Linked DNA regions of Gadus morhua: region 1 is linked to region 2. The links are chromatin contacts, called in public Hi-C maps. All regions are on one chromosome and are shown on one strand. The core of a region is the stretch at or near the end of the contact, and the rest is flanking DNA. Distances in the headings are between cores, read along the strand shown.

What was found. Hi-C and Micro-C count contacts between places; a contact is called where the count stands out from the background.
Region 1: a contact with region 2 is called in a Hi-C map of gill, with 6 times the contacts expected there. The contact joins the promoter of slc66a2 here to the promoter of ctdp1 in region 2. A contact is called at or near these places in 5 of 6 Hi-C or Micro-C datasets (blood, gill, heart and 1 more).

What each region holds. Positions count from the first base shown.
Region 1 is chr22:20,637,429-20,641,585 of gadMor3.0, reverse strand. slc66a2 (solute carrier family 66 member 2) reads left to right here and starts at 1,724. Exons shown (of 5, transcript XM_030346994.1): 1 at 1,724-2,643; 2 at 3,244-3,377. The coding sequence starts at 2,441.
Region 2 is chr22:20,508,279-20,512,410 of gadMor3.0, reverse strand. ctdp1 (CTD (carboxy-terminal domain, RNA polymerase II, polypeptide A) phosphatase, subunit 1) reads right to left here and starts at 2,466. Exons shown (of 12, transcript XM_030347651.1): 1 at 1,889-2,466; 2 at 799-882. The coding sequence starts at 2,190.

The sequences.
Region 1 (4,157 bases), core at 475-2,974, 130 kb before region 2:
GGCTGCTCGTCCGTTCCTGCCTGCGTCATGAGGTCCGTCACGTTCCTCTCCAGCCCGTGGATACGCGTGCCCATCTGGTCTAGTGCCCCAGTTCAGGAAAATGTGTTTGCTGCCTAAACAGTGAGAATTGTTGTATAGTAGTGTACTTTTGCTTTACAACGTCGACTCATGACTTCAATTAGGAATGTCATTGCTCAGAACCTCCCTGGGTTTTACTTTGCATTTGATAAAGGCAACCCTTGAATCTTTAACAATTGGGCGCAGCCGTTATCAGTGGAACACCATTAGTGTTCTAAAACTATTGTTTTGGAAGAGGGAATGGTTTCCCTGGTATATGCTCTACAGGGGGCAGTGAAATCTGCCCTTTATCAGGCCAAGAAGGTTTTATTTGAGGTTTAAAGAGCCCAGCAAATCGAAATGTTATAAAATATATATATTACCTTTTTTTATTATTATATATGTTATAATAATTCATGGTTGAATTACCCCTTTAAATGATCTGCTATCATTTGAAGGGGTAACGATAACAATATGTCCCTAGCATATGAAAAATCATGGGGTTATGAATATCGCATTACATCTCGAGCACACCATGACAGTTACACAAGCCGGCATCTATAATGGACTGCTTTTCAAAAGGATATGTTTGGATTCGAGTTGTTCAGAGATTGCTTGGAATTTCCCCTGCAGACGGTCCATAGTTTGCTCCATCTGGCAAAACGAAAAACCCAACAACAAATGGGACACATAATTGGTTATTGTACTCAGGCTATGCAGTGTGCATGCAAACAAACTTACAGTTTCGGTCATATCCCTTAGTGTCTCTTGTTCTGTGTTAGACATTTGGTTATTGTACTCAGGCTATGCAGTGTGCATGAAAACAGACTTACAGTTTCGGTCATATCCCTGAGTGTCTCGGGTTCTGTGTTAGACATTGTTGACATCGTTGATCATGGGGTCTATTAGCACTGGGAATGTTGCAAAGTTTTCTGGTAGTCGCATACGAGCAAAGGGGCAAAGCCACCAAAATGTCCACGGTGGGACGGGTGGAACAGACTCAACCGCAAAACTTAATCCTTCCCCCCAGACGTCGATTGAAGATAATCTAGCTCTTTAAAATTGAAGGGACATTATGCCCTACAAAACCTACAAAGAGTTGGTTCCTTGAGGCGTAACCTCCCCGATAAGTTTACAGTCTGGGACAAAGCCTGCCCACTGCGGTTAACCCATTGTGGATTTGCTACTGAAATTGCTACCTTAATAATAAATAATAATACATTTAATTTAGAGGCGCCTTTCAAGACACCCAAGGTCACCTTACAGAGCATATAAGGGTTATTAGGGTTAGGTCTACATCATTCCCCTTTACATAATGGATTATAATCCTACTTTACAGTTAAACCGGAGTCGCAGTAATGTGGTGTGGTTATGCAACCTTTGAAAATAAAACAAGATTTTGTTGTACCATAGTCAACCCTTGTAGGTTTTTTTTTTTTTTCTCGAAAACAATACTTAGTCTGCTACATCATATAGCAACAACAATCTGCATTCTGTTCTTCATACACGGGTATTTCTCTTAAACGCAAAACCATATTAGTAACCAGTGTTGCCAGATTGGGCGGGAAATCTTGCCCAATCTGGCAACACTGTTGGTAAAGGCAGCTATCGCTGATACATGTTTGCCTTTAGGACCCCGCGGCTTCCGTCACATGTTTACGTCAGGGGGAGTGGCCTGTGTCACGTGCCCGGAAAGAAGCAGCACTCCTGTGTTCGGTTTGGATTGTTGTTTCCCTATTTACCAATTTCCTCTGAAAGCAGAGTTACTAATGTCCCAATTATGCCCTTATATCCACAACATGCTATGTGAAATTTTGCCGTTCCATTTGAATGGTCTTAGATATATTAGGGGGGTGAATGTATTTTGTTTCTAACATACAATCGGACTGGTTAGCTTAATCGGAACAGTTATATCAGAAATCCGGACGCTTTTAATTGTGCCTGCAACAATTTCCAAATATTGCTGCAGACAGGATACACGTTGTGAATGCATTCCTCTAGTCACCCCTTAGGTTTTTGTTGTCATCTGTTGTGGGGCTGGCCCGGGTCGTCATTTCCGATTCACAAGGGCTCCTCCTGACTCGTGATGGCGTGGCATTCAGCTTGAGGGAAGAGCTTACACTTTAATGAATGTGTCTTTGATGCTTCCAGACAATTCTTTTAGTAGATATATGTCAGCCTCATTCCGTGACAGTACTATTCCTCACTTTGGCCGCCATTGTAAATTGAGGGCATTCATTTAGATAGAAAAAAAACACAGCAAGTGAAGAGCAAACTCCTGCAGGAACCAGTGGTCTACTGCACTGACCAAAGTCTTGGCAACTTTGGTTCTCTGCGCATCGGTGTGGACACAACCTGCTCACAACTTGATGCCTACTGAACTATGGAAGATGAAGTGTTTGAGCAGCTTCTGCAGGTCTTTAACCAACTTGTGCTATGGATCGCTGCCGGTGCGATGATCTTCGGCGGGGTGGTCCCTTACATCCCTCAGTACAGAGACATACTGCGGACGCAAAATGCTGAGGGCTTCTCCACGTATGTGTGTCTTGTCCTTCTTGTGGCAAATATTCTGCGCATACTATTCAGGTAAGCAAAACTAAGACAGAAACTTCAGACAACTGTCTCGTACAAATACATATCAGGAAAAGCATGTATTGACATTATATGATATGGCCTGCTAAATTTGAATGCTTGAGCTAATCTAATTTTCAGTAGTCACTGGCCATACTATAAGACTAACCCTAACTCTATAAACTAGATTCCTGTAACTGGGGCTGTCCAGTAAATCATACACCTTTTAATGCTTTACTTTTTGGAACCCAAAAGATGCCCTATTGTGCTAGGGCCATTGGCTTTACCAACAAATGGGACATATGGCATAATCTCCTTAAGCAAAGTGAATAGAGTAGTAAACCTATTCACCAGACCCAACCCAAATTCTATAAGTGTGACTGTACAATGGTTCAAGACAATGTGGGGTAGAAGACAAACTGGAAGAACAGGGAATGTTAATGACAGGTACCTCCACGTTTAAACAGTGTGCATGGTTCAAACATTAACATCCGCTTTAGGACAGATGGATAACGACCCAGTGAAAAAAAAACCTGGTGAAACAGGGATATTTCGTCTGTGTTACCTCTTCCCACGTCCCCCAATGGGCCTCTTTTGACCTCCTTTGTCTGTTAGATTCGGGCGCTACTTCGAGACGCCGCTGCTGTGGCAGAGCATCATCATGATCGTCACCATGCTCACCATGCTCAACCTGTGCACCAGCGTGCGTATGGCCGGCGAGCTCAGCACCAAGCGCCGCTCGTTCCTAGGTCAGTCACACGCAGCAACGCACACACACGCACGCACACACACACACGCACGCACGCACGCGCGCGCACATCATGCAGCTTTAACACATGTGTCATTGATAGTATATATTGATAGTTATTTATGAATCCCAGATATAAATGAACAAGAGTGCATTACTTTCTTGCTAGAGGCACAGGGTGAGAGAGGAAGGAGGATCCCTTTCCCACTCAATCTGGTGTTATATCATATTCATGTCGGTGTCATATTCACTTTGTATGTACACCCACACACGCACACGCGCGCACATCATGCAGCATTAACACATGTGTCATTGATAGTATATATTGATAGTGATTGATAGTTATTTATGAATCCCAGATATAAGTGAACACAGAGTGCATTACTTTCTTGCTAGAGGCACAGGGTGAGAGAGGAAGGAGGATCCCTTTCCCACCCAATCTGGTGTTGTATCATATTCATGTCGGTGTCATATTCACTTTGTATGTACACATACACACACACACACACCGTGGGGACTCGGTGAGCAGAGCAGCTCTTGTCGTTGCTGTAGCCATTGAATGGCTGCACTCTACCCACGGTCAGGAATGGGGTGGGTCAGTGCTGTTGTCTATTGTACGTATAAAAACACAATCGACTCTGTGCGCAAGGTCTCCTGATGGTCGCTACTGTCCACTACTTAAGTGTACGGGATTCTACGGGATTTTATAGATCGTTCTTGATCAGGGTGGGACTCACTTTGCTAATTTTGGTGTCAAAATACATCGGGGGGGGGGGGGGGG
Region 2 (4,132 bases), core at 1,217-3,716:
ATAGTAAAGAAAATAGTTTAGACTAATGACAAGATAATAGACCTCTTCTAAATGAATTATGATGCAAAGAACATATGCTCACAACACTATATTTAAATTGTAAGCAGTATTAGTCTGGTTAACTTTAAATGCCCACATGATTCAAGGTTTTAACCCCATTCAGAATCATATCTTTAATTCATAGGCATTGACTTGTATAAGAGGATTCTGCAAAGGTTCCCATTTGTGTCATGATGGCACCACATCTTAGTTTCCATATTTCCAAGCCCTATTAGACCAGGGACAGTGTTTTCAACATATTAACAATGAAATGAAACTCGAGATAAGGTTACCCTTTCTCTTAAAATTATCATCTCATATATGCCATTTATTTATAAATGAAGATTCAGACATCGTTGACTGATCGGGATTATAAAAACATCTTTAATCCACATGGGGTGTGGTTCTCTCCACTCAATAGGCATATGGGGAATGATGGCATGCATGTTAAAGTCACTAAATACTAGCGAATGATATGAAATGCCAGATGTCATGATATACATGAACGCAGCTTTATTCCACACTATGAAACGCATCGCATCGATTTTGTTCAAAATGTAAAATGGATGCATCTTCTTATGATGTAATTGATTTAGACAGGTAAGTTAAAGCCCTTGAGTTTAATGGTTTATCAAAGTGAAGGTTTTGGATACAATGCAATACATTCATTGATTAGATTTGTACACTTTGCTCTAGAGATTGACGAAGTGTGTGGAAAATTGCAGCACACCCTGAAAGAGTAATTTGAGGTTTCCTTACTGTGTCAAATCCTGTCCACATTCAGCACAAAGTCCTTTCATCACTATAGGATGGCTGCATTCTTCAATTCGGACGATGATACCCCTGTTATTGAAAATACAAGTGAGTACACAGGCACTGCATCAGGTCAGTTTGACTTACGTGTCTGAAATGTGGCATACAGAAGACAGAGCAAAAACTGAATAAATATTGTAACAAGTAAAAAAAACATGCCAGTAGACTTAGATCAGAAACAAACAAAACAAAAAAGGAATTTAACAAATTGACGAATGCCAATATAAGTTAACTGAACTGTTTTATTTCTCTGGACATTTACAACTATGCTGTTCCTGTTTCTGAGCAGCAGGTGTTTTCTGCGTCTATAAAGAGCAGCTCGAACACACCCCCTAATGTGGGCAATAGGAAATGAGAAAACCAATGACCCGGATTTTTTATGAAATAGTAGTTTTGCTCTAGTAAACCCAGCTGGTTACAATGTGGTACTATAGTTTAGTACCACAGTTAGGGAGTAAACAAACTCCCTCTGTGCACTATGGCCTGTCAGCGTTACGCATGTTAGCCTTGATAGCCTGTGTTGTTCTTATAGTGAAGATAGATGAGAAAACAACCGCCAGACGTCATAATCTTAATAATGCATTTTCAAACCTAATGTTTTTTATTCTCTGGAAGCATTATTGACTGAAAGTGTATTTTTGACGACGGGGGAGCAGTAACACCGGGTAGCGTTACGACGCGGGACGGTCTACCTGCCTGGTGAGTGACTCGTACTGCCTTCACTTTAGACAGTCAACTAGTACTCATTATAGCAAATCGTAACAGTATATATAACAGTCTGTCTATAGCAAATAACGTTTTTATAAACCGCCAAATAAACTACGAAAAAGTTGTGGGCCCGCCGGTGTGTTGTTTGCCCCCATCCCGACGCTGATCAGATCTACCCTTCTGGCTAGCGGACTAGCTGCTAGCCTACAAGCTAACGCATGTTATTCATTGGTTGTAGGAAACAACTTTAAGTTTAAGGGTTGTGTGAGTCCATACAGGGCGAGAGGAGAGGGATGACGAGAGGCTAGACAGCCTAGGTTGAACTCACCCAGGGGGTATGACCTGCCCGAGCTGACAGCAAAGCTCCCTGATCACTCCGGCGCGGTCCGACTTCACCTTCTTCTCCGGGAGCCTGTTGACATGTTTCTGGGGCTTCAGACCGCTCTCTACCGCCGAGGAGATCGGAGCACATAAGGCCAGCACCGAGTCCACGTTGACGAGAGACCCGGGTTTGACTTTCCACTCTAGCAGACGCAGAGGCAGAGCTCCGATGGGCCAGCGGATGTCTGCCACCTGCACCACGGGGCCCTCTGCCGCGGAGCCGCCGCCAGAATCCGCGGGGTCCTCCATCTGTTTGGCACTCTTAAAATCCCGTCAACGTGTAGTAGTAATGGTGCAGGTAAAATACCATTTGATTTTCGCACAGCTTCGCCTGTCATATAAGTGCAAGTAGAGGGTTTTCCGATTAACATTCACGGACGCGTAGCCAATAATAAGCTGATATACAAAACACTAGCGTTGTGTCGGTCGCTCTGTTCGCTCTTCCCGCCCGTAAACAGGAAGGCTGCAGCTACAGGATCATACAGCATCCAGTGTTGCCAGATTGGGTCAGAGTTCCCGACCAATATGACAACACTGGCTGTAACGCGCTTGAGCCAGTTTTGCCAGATTGGGAACTCAGTCCCAATCTGGCAACACTGACAGCATCCGGTAGTCCGGTGAGGAGGGCTGAGGTGTTTGGTTCCTCGTGTTGCGTTAGCGCACGGGGAAAAAAAGATATAAACAAAAAGGAATAGTACTATGTTATTATTATGTAAATTCTAAAGACAAGTAAAAACATTCAGTAACTCTAGGTTGCCATATCTAACCAATTTGTTTAAGCACCACTTAGTTTATTTACATTATATATCGTCATTGGTGTAGTTTTAATTTTGTTCAATATTGAAACATAGAATAATGATTGTCTGAATTATTTATAAAAAAATATTAATCCTAATTGATCTAAAATGTTCCATAAAATATAAAGAACACAGAAGTGCTATGGGACCCATTGCAGACTTTCTGATGTAAGATGATGTAACATAAAATGAGACATGCTTTTATGATCTCATGGGTGTCTTTTATTTTTTCTTTGTTTCCATGTTGCCACATGAACATACACAACCATAACACTGGGTCTAATGCGCAGTTGCCAAAATAGCCTGCCTTGTGGATGAGAAAACCTTGAGAAACCTATGTTATGTTCAACCAAATTATGCTTATATTCCTGAAAGTAAAATGGGTTAATCCAACAATTTATTGTTTACATATATTCAATAGCACGAACATGAGGAAACACAAAACAACGTTTTATAAACAGCACACATGTAAACATAGATACATAGTAATAGTTAGCAATAAACTGTTGCAGGCCCTTGTTTTATTACCATTGAAGCACAGTTCACTGCGGTGCAGCAAAGGATGCATGTTGTCTGTGTTGGGTTTAGTGAGATTTTAACTGATTAATCATGTTGCCACTTGCACACCTGCACATTATATATTTATAATCTATATTCAAATTGTATCTATATGGTAGTGTTTTCTTTATATAACCATCTTACCAAGATCAATGATTTCTATCACTTAACAATGGAACACATTCTCATTCTTTCATTTTCGTTATTAATATTTCTCCTAGAGTTGTTAAATATATTTTGCTGATCCATCACAGATAACGCATCCCAGGAGTAGAGACATATCGCTAATCAATCAAAGTATAATTGTATAGTAGTCATACCCCCCACCCGTGTGGAAGCTATCGCACTTCTATGAACAAGAGTGTCCTGTTTTTTTCAAACTTAAAGGTTTTCAGACTAGTTTGTAGCAATATAACAAACAAACAGAATAGCACGTTGTTTAGAAGTTGCTGTTAAATACTATAGCTGACAGTGAAGTGTTGCGTGTACGTGATTCCTTCTCACCCATGCCTCCGGATTGCAAGGCGCTACCTTCTCTCCACCTTTTCCTCTTGTGTGGACTCTCTCTGTCCTCCTATCAGCGGGCTCGCCCTGGTTCCTTCCCACCGCCCTGCCAGCTCTCGACCCTATCCCCTCTCACCTTCGGTGTATCTCTCCAAACCTCCTTAGTTTCATCACCAATCTCAACAATACCTCTTTGACAACTGTTTTTTCTTTTCAAACACTCTTAAAGCAAGATTGAACCAACTTTAAAAAAAAAAAACCTGACTCAACCAATGTGATGTAACAAATTCCAGACCTGTCTCTCTTTATTTCGAAAACAGTTGAGAACTCTT